2 separate regions of the Mus musculus genome follow, and region 1 is linked to region 2. A link is a contact called in public ChIA-PET data. All regions are on one chromosome and are shown on one strand. The core of a region is the stretch at or near the end of the contact, and the rest is flanking DNA. Distances in the headings are between cores, read along the strand shown. Region 1 overlaps Sv2c (synaptic vesicle glycoprotein 2c). Region 2 holds the start of F2r (coagulation factor II (thrombin) receptor).

Region 1 (5,102 bases), core at 1,410-3,909, 370 kb before region 2:
TGGTTCTTCCTCAGGAAAGCTGGCTGACTTCTCTTTTCATTCCACATTCATGCAAATGCCAGTTCCCGAAGGGATTTCTGTCTGCATCCCACTGGGACTGTTCTTATTATAGTGTAACAAAACTTTCATTTTTATAGCATCTCCTTAGAAGTTGGGATTCACCTTGCTGTTCCCTATGATGCCTGGGAGCAGAGATAAAAGCCCTTGTTCCTGATAAGGACACTGTGAAGTCAGCTTTCCCCACAGACAGCCATTTAAAGATGCTCTAATGAAAGGATGGTTTACAATGTTGTAGGAACTGCAAAAGGAAACCAGTAAGACACGAGCGAGCGTGCTTTGGCATCCCTGAGCCTCAAAGGCCAGTGGTGGGAAGGCTGGCTGTGCAGAGCTGGGGAAGCAGGAAGAGGCCGGGAGCTGAAAACATCCAGGGCCTCGCCACTCCTCCACCTGTCCAAGGCCCGGAGAAGGGAGGGAAGGAAATTGTGTCCTACTCAAACCTAGTTAGGAAGCAAGTGTGGTAAGAGTGGCATAATCACAGCAGTCAGGAGGAGGAGGAGGAGGAGGAGGAGGAGGGGGAGGAGGAGGAGGAGGGGGAGGAGGGGGAGGAGGGGGAGGAGGGGGAGGAGGGGGAGGAGGGGGAGGAGGGGGAGGAGGGGGAGGAGGAGGAGGAGGAGGAGGAGGAGGAGGAGGAGGAGGCAGATTATGAGTTCAAGGCCAGCCTGGGCTACATTAAAAACAAAAACAAAAAAACAAAAACAAAGCCTGTCTGAATCCCACCCCCAAACCTGGCTGGGAACCGGATGATGAAGTCCACTGAGAGCCATTTCCTGATAGACAGATGGGAAAGAGTAGAGCGTGATCGATCTGTAGGTGTGAAGGGAAGATACTCGCAGTGGTGGGAGCCCCGCACGTACCCCATGCTTAGATTGTGGTCCTCTGGATTTGCACCTTTGTCCTCACCACTGCCCATGATGATGGCTGGGGGATATCTTAATTGAGCCGGTCCTTGTAACTATTTACAGGTCCACTCGCCTTTCTGTGGACAGGGAGCCTTGACTGACGAATCGCTGAGGGGCCGCACCACGTGGTGACTGGTCCAGCGACAGGGTACGGGGGCTCTCCCTCACTCCTCTGTCCTTTTCCAGGGTGGAGCTTCAGCATGGGTTCAGCCTACCAGTTCCACAGCTGGCGCGTCTTCGTCATCGTCTGTGCGCTCCCGTGCGTCTCCTCTGTGGTGGCTCTCACCTTCATGCCAGAAAGCCCTCGGTTCTTGCTGGAGGTACTGCCTGTTGTTACAGAAGCAGGGGGGGGGGGGGGAGGGGGCGGGGGGGGCGGGGGCGGGGGGGGCGGGGGCGGGGGGGGGGACGTACACTGGAAAGGCTTCCTTGCTGTTCCCAGAAAAGCAAGTCTGCCTCTTTGGGAGGTGGCTTCTCCCTTCCTACCATGGAATTTTGCGGGGTTTGGTTTCATGGAGACATGATTTAGGCAAAGGGGGTAAAAGCTGTCTCACAGCATACTCCTCCCTAAGCAAATAGCTTCCACTCAATGAGTGGGATGGTGTTCACTGTTTAATAAATGAAGCGTTATTGTCCACAGGTAGTATTTCTAGTTGAAGGCACATTCTTTGAACTGCAGCTATATAGTGGTAGCCTCAGCCTGTGTGCGTCAGTAGAGAATAGGAGAGCTAACCGCATCTGCACGATTGCCTTCCACGTGCTCAGAAAACTGCTCAGCAGTTCCTGAAAAGCAAGGCCTATCAATGCCCTAGCCTCTGACTGCCTCTGTATTTCGTAGGTGGGAAAACATGATGAAGCCTGGATGATTCTGAAGTTAATTCATGACACCAACATGAGAGCCCGGGGCCAGCCAGAGAAGGTCTTCACGGTGAGTCTGCTCCTCAGAGAAGCCTTGAGGCCAGAGTTCAGGAAGTTTTCTGTAAGGAACCAGACATTTAAGGCCTTGCCAGTCATAGAGTCTCTGTCACAACTACTTAGCTCTGTTCTTGCAGTGTAAATGCAAGCAGCCGTAGAGACTGTCTAAACCATGGGCCTTGGCTGTGTTCCAATAAAACTTTATTTACACAAATAGGCAGGGGGGCTGTGTTTAGCCCAGAGACTACCAACCTATTCACACCTAAAACTCCAAGCCTCTGTGGTTGGTTAAATAACACTAACCTGAGAAACAGAAAGACCACAGTTTAAACTCAGATTTATTCTTCCTGGCTCAATACCAGCGGCCTTCGTTGTAGGGATCACCAATAGATTCTCTTTGTCTTGATATTGGAGAAGAATGGGGTCTCTGCCCTGTCAGGCCACTCCCCTGCCTCAGCTCAAACTTACTTGCCCATGTTGCTGAACCGTGAAATTCAGGGTAACATGGTGTCTCTTGGATAAAACAGATATATCTGAGTTTAAAACTCAGTTCCATTACTCGCTTGCTTCAAGGCCTGAGTAACAAGGCCAAGGTCCAGCAGTGTCCCATGGGGCTCTTTTCTTTAGCCACCACAGCACTGCCTTGACCCAGTGTTTTCAGAAGTGCCAGGGACTCAGACTCAGGTCCTCTTGCTTTAGAACATCAGCAAGCACTCTTACCTGCTGAGTCATCTCGCCAGACCTCAGCTGACGTCTCTGTAAACCTCGAGTGTTCTCTTTGGCTGGCCGCAGCTACTTCCTGCATCTTGCCACTCATCTTCAAGAAGCCTAACCGCTCCCCCAATGCCCTGCACACTGTATTCTCTCCTGCGCCGCCTGGATGTTCTTGACTTGGTATCCCTCCCTCCTGGCGTTTCCTCCACAGTTCCCACACTTGGCAAATAGCATCCTTCCCTTTCAGCCTCTGACCAAGTCCAGGAGGCCTTTTCTCTGCCAAGTCAAAATGGAGGCTGTGAATACAGTTTCCCTCCACGAGCAGGTTCTCGCTTCTTTGTGGTGCGTAATGTTTATCATATCACAGGAAAACCAGTGAACTACGGAAAAACAAATATTGACAGCTGGGGAGGTAGAAGCTCTCCAAAGTTAAATACTGGATGGTTTGGTTGGTTGGTTGGTTGGTTTGGTTTGGTTTTTAAGAATGAAAAATCTAAAGTGAGCATTGCTTATACACTGTTGTAAGCACAGCGCTCCAGAGCCTGAGACAGAAGGATCTCACATTTAAAAATGACCTGGGCAACATAGTAAGACACCCTCTCAAAAGAAAAGAAAAAATAAGAAAAGAAAAATAAGTTCTCCAAATACTTTATTTGAAAACATATTTCAGAAGTAGTTTTATGTTAAGTAAAGACACTTTGTTCAGTGTCTTTACTTATAGTCAATAGGAGAGCCAGCCTACCTAGCACAATTTGAAAACAGCAAGCGACCGGGCCTCCAAACAGTATCTCCAACAGAATATTGGCAGGTTCTTCAGAAATGTCTGCTCAGCCTCCAAGGAAGATAGCATACACACCATGCTCTCTTTATCCCCAAACAGGGGAAGGTGAGTGAGTTCTCCATGCCCTTTCTCTCCCCTCTCTCCCTCCCCACCCCAACCCCCATCATTCTTTCCCAGTATTGAAAGTCTGCTCTAAGATGCTATCTCAAGCCACAGGAGTGCCTTGTCATTCTGACCCTTCGTCATTTCCCTTCTGTGACGGAAGAGTTGGGGTTGACAGTTTTCAATAGAAACATCTTCCATTGCAGAAGCCATGGGTGTCTGCTGGGCAGCCACTGTCGGGCCTGTGGGCAAAGGAAGAACAGGTTATAGTGATGCGCTACAGATGAGAGTCGACATTTAAAAGCCACATTAATCAAATAACTAGGTGCCCCTACCCCCAAATAATATCCAAGCAAAGTAACTGTAAAGGCAGACGCTCGTCTCTAGGGTGTTTGATCTGCTGGTGTGGGTCTTTATAGTAATCAGGACACATCTGTCTCTTGTCACCTCATCCCGCTTGCTCCCCTTCCCCCTTTCTCTGTGGCATCTCCCTCACTAAATTGGGTTCAATTCCTTTAGATGGCCTTTGCATCTGTAGATCTCTGCCAGTGTTCTCCTATGTATGAACAATTCTTACCAAATACCACTTTCGGTTAAGAGTTCGGTTTAACGTAAGCAGCCTGAATGTGACAACTTCCCAGAAGAGAAGTGAGCACTCTGTACTCTGCTGCTGTCTGCAGGTAAATAAAATCAAGACTCCCAAACAAATAGATGAGCTGATCGAAATTGAGAGCGACACGGGAACCTGGTACAGGAGGTGTTTCGTTCGGATCCGCACCGAACTGTACGGAGTAAGTATGCGTTGTATAGCAACCTGTATGTCAGCATCTGACATTTGGGGTGGTCAAAGAGGGACTGACTATGACTTTCCAATGAGGAGGAAGTGTCCCTCTATCTAGGACACTTGTCTCTTGCATTAGGACCAGAAAACAGGACCTCTCTTGGCTCAGAGCTAGGGAATGTGCGCCACCTTGAGGAAAGAAGGTGTCGGGCTGGGAGTTACGGTCATGAAAGTCCGCATTGGCTTTTCAGAAAGATGAAAAGTGAGCATTCCTGAGCAGGCTTGGCGGGTAAGACCTATAATTTCAGGTAGGCTCAGGAGACTGAGGCAGGAGGATTGAAAGTTCAAGGCTAGTCTAGGCAACTTAGTGAAAACCTGTCTCAAAACAGAAAAAGCAAAAGGGGATTTAGAGGTGTAGTTCAATGCTGGAACACTTCTCTAGCACACATGAGGTTCTAGGTTCAGTCACTAATACTGCAAGAGAAGAGAAGAAAGAAGAGAGGGGGAGAGTGAGGAAGGGAGGGAGGGAGGGAGGAAGGAAGGAAAATTCCAGCCTTTGCTTCTGTATTGATTTTAAGACTTTATATTTTTGTTGAAATTAATTCAGCTCTGTAAGAACTCAGCTCTTTTATCGTGTGCCGGGAAGGTCTGGGGAGTGGGTTCGCTGTGTAGCTCTGTGAGAAAATGACCCACGTGGTGTTTTACAGATTTGGCTGACATTCATGAGATGCTTCAACTACCCAGTCAGGGAAAACACCATCAAGCTTACGATTGTCTGGTTCACCCTGTCCTTCGGGTAAGTGATATTTGAATTCTTGGTGGACACAATCAACCGTCGCATTGTAGCTCCCAG
Region 2 (5,246 bases), core at 684-3,183:
CTGTGTATCCCTGGCTGTCCTGGAACTCACTCTGTAGACCAGGCTGGCCTCGAACTCAGAAATCCTCCTGCCTCTGCCTCCCAGGTGCTGGGATTAAAGGCGTGTGCCACCACTGCCTGGCTCAAACATTTTTTTTTTAAAGATCTTATTTTATAGATGTGAGTACACTGTCACCACCTTTAGATACTCCAGAAGAGGGCATCTGATCCCATTACAGATGGTTGTGAGCCAACCATGTGGTTGCTGGGATTTGAACTCAGGACCCTTGGAAGGGCAGTCAGTGCCCTTAACCACTGAGCCATCTCGCCAGCCCTGATTCTAGTGTCTTTACAATCAACTGAAGCATCTCTTACAAGCGTATTCCTTGGGTTAATTGCAGCAATTTTCTTTTTCTTGCCTGTGGTCCATAAAAGCGATGAACCTAAAACCCCCACAGCATTTCAGAGAGGTGAGAAAACGATACCATGTTATTATTGTGTGCAGACATGTGCTAATTGTCCCCACTTACCCTAAAATATGCTTTCTCAAAAGATTCCAGTGGGAAGGATTTTACATGGCATTGTCTAGCTGGGTGATTGCACAACTGACAGAGCAACTTAGGAAGATTGTGAGGCAGCTCTGAGGGTAAGGGGAGGAGATGGCCTCTGATCTTGTTTTCTGCATTGATCCAAATGTTGGGATTCCGCATTTTCTTAATTAGTGATTGATGGGGAAAGGTCCAGCCCATTGTAGGTGGTACTATCCCTGGGCTAATGGTCCTGAGCTCTGTAAGAAAGCAGGCTGAGCAAGCGTGAACAGCAAGCCAGTAAGCGGCACCCCTCCATGGCCTCTGCTTCAGCTCCTGCCTCCAGGGTCCTGCCTTGTTTTGAGTTCCTGTCCTGACTTCCTTTACCGATGAACACTTATATGGAAATATAATCCAAATAAACCCTTTCCTCTCCAACCTGCCTTTTTGTCGTGGTGTTTCATGGCAGCAATAGAAACCCTAAGACAATCACAGCACTTCAGAGCGCTAAGCTGTGAGCTGGCTCTTTCAGAAACTGGGTAGAGGACCAGGATTAATTTCCGGGGTGTCTTCCTCACTAGACTCTTTCTAAACAAAATAAGCTGGGGCTCCCTCTCGCTAGGCCTCAGCCATGACCCCCCCCCTTCTTTTGATATCTAACGCTGAAATGTAGTCAAGCACAAACCATAAGGACCTGGGAAGGACCCTTTAAAATTCCTCAGTGCTACCCCTCCTCTTCCCACCCAACATCTTTCTGGTGAGAAAGCCCTGGGCGTTGGGGCCTGTGGCTGAGGCTCTGGCTTGGGTCACCAGGGGAGGCAGAGTTCGGTAAGCAAGAGCTTGGTGAATCAGCGCCTGGATACCTGGTCCACTTCCACTCGTGTGTGGAAGATCAAAGGCTCAACGTGATCCATCTAAGCTCGCAAAATAAAAGAATTTCGAGAAATGTCAAGCACTCTGTCCACATATCTGGGGACACCCTTGTCACTGCAGGGGGGCGGGGGGGACGGGGGGACGGGGGACGGGGGACGGGGACGGACGGACAGAAGTCAGTAGCCAACTTTTAGCTAAACTCCAAACTTGTGTGCAGCCAGACGCCGGGGAGGAGAAGAGACTTGGAGCACCACCACGGGACTGTCCCCGTCTAGCTTCGCTTCCCTTGCTCCACGTCCCAGGAGAGTCATTGAAGCGGCCGCAGGCGCTCTCCGAAGACCCCGAGGGGCTGAGTCACTCCCAGGCTTGCAGCTCAACCACACCGGGTGGGACAAGGGGAGACTGGGGAGGAGCGAGCATCTGGTGCGGTCTGCCGCTTGGGTTCCGGAGCGAGGGGCTGCGGGCACGAGCGGAGACTGCGGGCACGCGCACAGCCCGCGGAGCCCCGCCCCACGCCCCTGAACCGCCTCCAAATACTCACCCAGGGGCCGCGCAGTCGCCTCTAGTCACCCGCAGGCTCCGACCGAGCTACTCAGAAAGAAGTAGGCGACGGCGGGCGCCGGGCCGCGCGGGCAGCCTTGGGACAATGGGGCCCCGGCGCTTGCTGATCGTCGCCCTCGGCCTCAGCCTGTGCGGTCCCTTGCTGTCTTCCCGCGTCCCTATGAGCCAGCCAGGTAAGAGCTGCGGGTGGGTGAGCATGGGGGAAGCTATCAGAAGTTTTAGGTTGCGCCAGCTCCGTGAGGGGGTGCTCCTGGCTGCAACCCTGCCTCAGTTTCCCCCAGGAGCCAAACAGTCATTTGGGCCGAGATCTAGAGGTTCCCCTAGTCACATCCATGTGGGGCGCACCATATCCTCCCCACTCCCCGCACGGCCGATGCTCTTTTGGACTCGGTTTTGGAGGGTGCAGTCCGCGGGCCACCGGGTGTTGGATCCGGAGAGGGGCCCGAGGGTCCGCGGAACGGTCTCCACAGTCGCTTTAATTGTCATTGTGTGGCCTGTTTTACAAGACCACCTTCAGAAAGAAAGGGTCTTGTGATTCTGGGCTTTCGGTGTGCAGTGGAACCACTCTCCTCAAGTTTTTGCTTTGATGGAAACTCGTTTTCTCGTTTGATTTACAAGGAGGGAAAAGCGATGTGAAAGAAAAAATTCACAGTCACACAATAAAGACCGGACAGCCCCCAGCTTGGCCTGGTACCCAGGAGGTGATGAAGGTTTCTGGTTGCAGGGAGTGGAGTAGGTCTTTGTTATCGGAAACCTGTTTCTCTGCATGGAGAAAAGGGACCCCTCTTCAGAATCAGGCGCACCTAGAAATTATCTAGTCTTAGTTTTTTTCAATGGAATTTCTCATCTGCCGCAAGGACATTCGTTACTTACAGTGTATTTTTAAATATCTGCCAGTTTGACCAAATAAATTAGTTTGGTCGACTTATTTCGTCAAATATTTTCTCTTTTCTCCAAAGCAGAGGCGTAGCCTGTAAAGTTCCCAATTGTTTCGACTTTCTTAGTAGGGACACCTTTAGCCGTTCCTTTCACGCTGAAGAAAATCTAGTGGGTTTTCTTCAGTTTTTGTTATCTCTGAAAGAATGTGCACTTCGGTGCTCCCACATGTAAGGATTAGGAGGTGACAAAGAGTGGGGTGTTTCCTGTTGTCTGTCTTTCTTCAGTGTGAGCTTGAGTGGTGCTCATGGGAAAACTCAGAGCCCCACAGAGGGCCCCCACGCCGAGCAGCAGCTAACCAGCCTGCCTGTGTTTGGGTAGCCGACCTTAGACCTTAATCATCAGCAGCCGTGAGGGGGAGGACGATCCAAAGTGTACATGGAGGTGCGAGCTCACATAACTTTAGGTTACTTCCTCGCTTTTATTTTGGGACAGGCCTTTTAAAATATAGACTATGAGATGTGGCCAGCACAGATCATAGGTATGATAAGGAGACATTTATCCCCTTTCTCTGATTCTAAAAATAAGGCCCAGAGAGATTGAGTGGCCTGCCTTGAGGGGGGGGGGGAGTTATAGGAGTGGTCCCCCTACATTGGGTACAGACAATAAGTGAACTCACAAACTCAGCCAAAAACAAATCTGCTTCTCCTTACCGCTGCATAAAGAGAGAATGGCTGTGGGTAACTGTGGCCAAGTGCCTTGGGATTTCAGAGACGGCCATCCTTATCTCTAGGCCAAGCCCAGTCCCTTGGCAAGAAGCAAGAGGTCCCTGTACAAGACGGGCCCCAGCCTTGCTCTACTTCCCCTGACATATTCCTCACTTCACCCAGTCTCTAATCGCTCCTCAAGAATGTTGCCCGCTCTGGGTTCTTCTCCCATGTCACTCCAGACCAGCCGGCTTTTCTCAACTTCGCATGTCCTCTTAACCGTGAACCGTGAACCGCTACTCTGTAGGAACCTCCCGCCCTAGCTGCTCCTGCCTGGGTCTGTCATGTGAACTTGCTCTTTTTAAAGCCCAGGACTTGCTTCTTTTCCAAAAATCTTCCTCCCATTCACCTTCCTCCCCACCCCGGGCCTCTTCGGTTCCTGCTGCCCTGGTGAACTGGAGCTTAGCTGGGTTCTAAGCAAAAGGACCGCAAAATAATGGGGTTCACCAGAAACCTGGGTGTCTGATGTTGCTACTCTCTTCGTTTGGAGCTCACATCTCTTTTGTTCCTTAGTAACTCTCTTTTATTCAGTTTTTTACTTCCTCTTGCTAGAACTGACAGAATAAATGGCTTTCCCTATAAGCCAGGTGTTTTTCCAGGATTCACTGCTCCCCACGTCCTGCCTTGCTGTAGTTCTCTACTAAACCCAGTAGAGTTAACAAGTTCATGGCTGGAGGAGGGGTTATGTGCAAGCCTGTGTCAGTAAGTTCCAGTGCTAGTGTGCGAGCACACACACACACACACACATACTAGGATAACAGTCATACATGGGTGCTGCGATGGGAACTTAGTCCCTCGGGCTTTTGTTGTAACAAGTGTTCTCTCTGAGCCATCTCTCCAGTCCTGTTTGTTTTTTGAAACAAGATTTGCTGTGCAGCACAGGCTGGCGTTAAACTCAAATCCTCCTGCCTCAGCCTCTCAGGTTCTAGAGATACAAGTAGGCACTACGATGCCGGAGTTTTGAGGTAAAGGGTTTATCCCTGCATCCTTATATCCTGCAAATCCCCTGTAACCTTGTGTGTGTTATTGGCTTTCAAAGGTAACTTTGCCGTCTTAAACTCATCTATGAGTTGCACATGGCAACAAGCAATTCTGTACAGCTTTAGGAAAAGACACTATAGAATATATATTTAAAGTTTGTGACAAGTTGCAAATTGGATTTTAGAGTATTACAGAAACATGGTTTCTGTTTTGTTTTGTTTCTGTCTGTCTGTCTGTTTTGCTAGCCAGCCATAAGTGAGAAATACATTTTACTTTGTGGCACAGTTGAAATATGCATAATAACATCCATGACACCCATGTGACTCCAGCCTCAAGGCGGCTAGACACCTCAGGCCCCTGTGAGCAACCGCACGCATGTGCACATACCACCCCTAAGACACATACATGTGCGCGCACACACAAAGCACACGCACACGCACACACACAATACACATAATTACAAATAAGTAAAAAGATTTTAAAAACTTGTGGCAACCCCTACAATTGGATTTCATAGCCATTGCTCAATCTCTGCTGGAATTTTAACCTAGCATAGCTGGGACAGTGATTCGTCCTAAGGAGCAAACTCAAGGCCTAGCCAGAAGAGCTGTGCTTTCTCAGAAGTGTCATTTATGAATCTCTATCTTGTTTAGGGTCCGTTATTTCAGTTCAGGCTCACTGAC

Evidence for each region. ChIA-PET counts read pairs in DNA pulled down with a chosen protein or histone mark.
Region 1: a contact with region 2 is called in an RNA polymerase II ChIA-PET map of effector CD8 T cells, with 11 read pairs. The contact joins the enhancer-like site here to the promoter of F2r in region 2. A contact is called at or near these places in 2 of 39 promoter capture datasets (liver and neutrophils) and 5 of 115 datasets of contacts at active chromatin or transcription factors (bone marrow-derived macrophages, effector CD8 T cells, embryonic hindbrain and 2 more).

The regions. Positions count from the first base shown.
Region 1 is chr13:95,985,873-95,990,974 of GRCm38.p6, reverse strand. It overlaps Sv2c (synaptic vesicle glycoprotein 2c), which reads left to right. Exons shown (of 13, transcript NM_029210.1): 5 at 1,146-1,279; 6 at 1,795-1,884; 7 at 4,149-4,259; 8 at 4,957-5,045. Among named protein-coding and RNA genes, the nearest start is that of Gm24032, 91 kb to the right of the region's middle. Within about 2 kb of position 2,659, at least 65 of the 459 cell types and tissues checked have an H3K27ac peak or open chromatin away from gene starts, as enhancers often do. A contact at or near this core is called in effector CD8 T cells, where this site is marked.
Region 2 is chr13:95,615,153-95,620,398 of GRCm38.p6, reverse strand. F2r (coagulation factor II (thrombin) receptor) reads left to right here and starts at 1,933. Exons shown (of 2, transcript NM_010169.4): 1 at 1,933-2,112. The coding sequence starts at 2,025.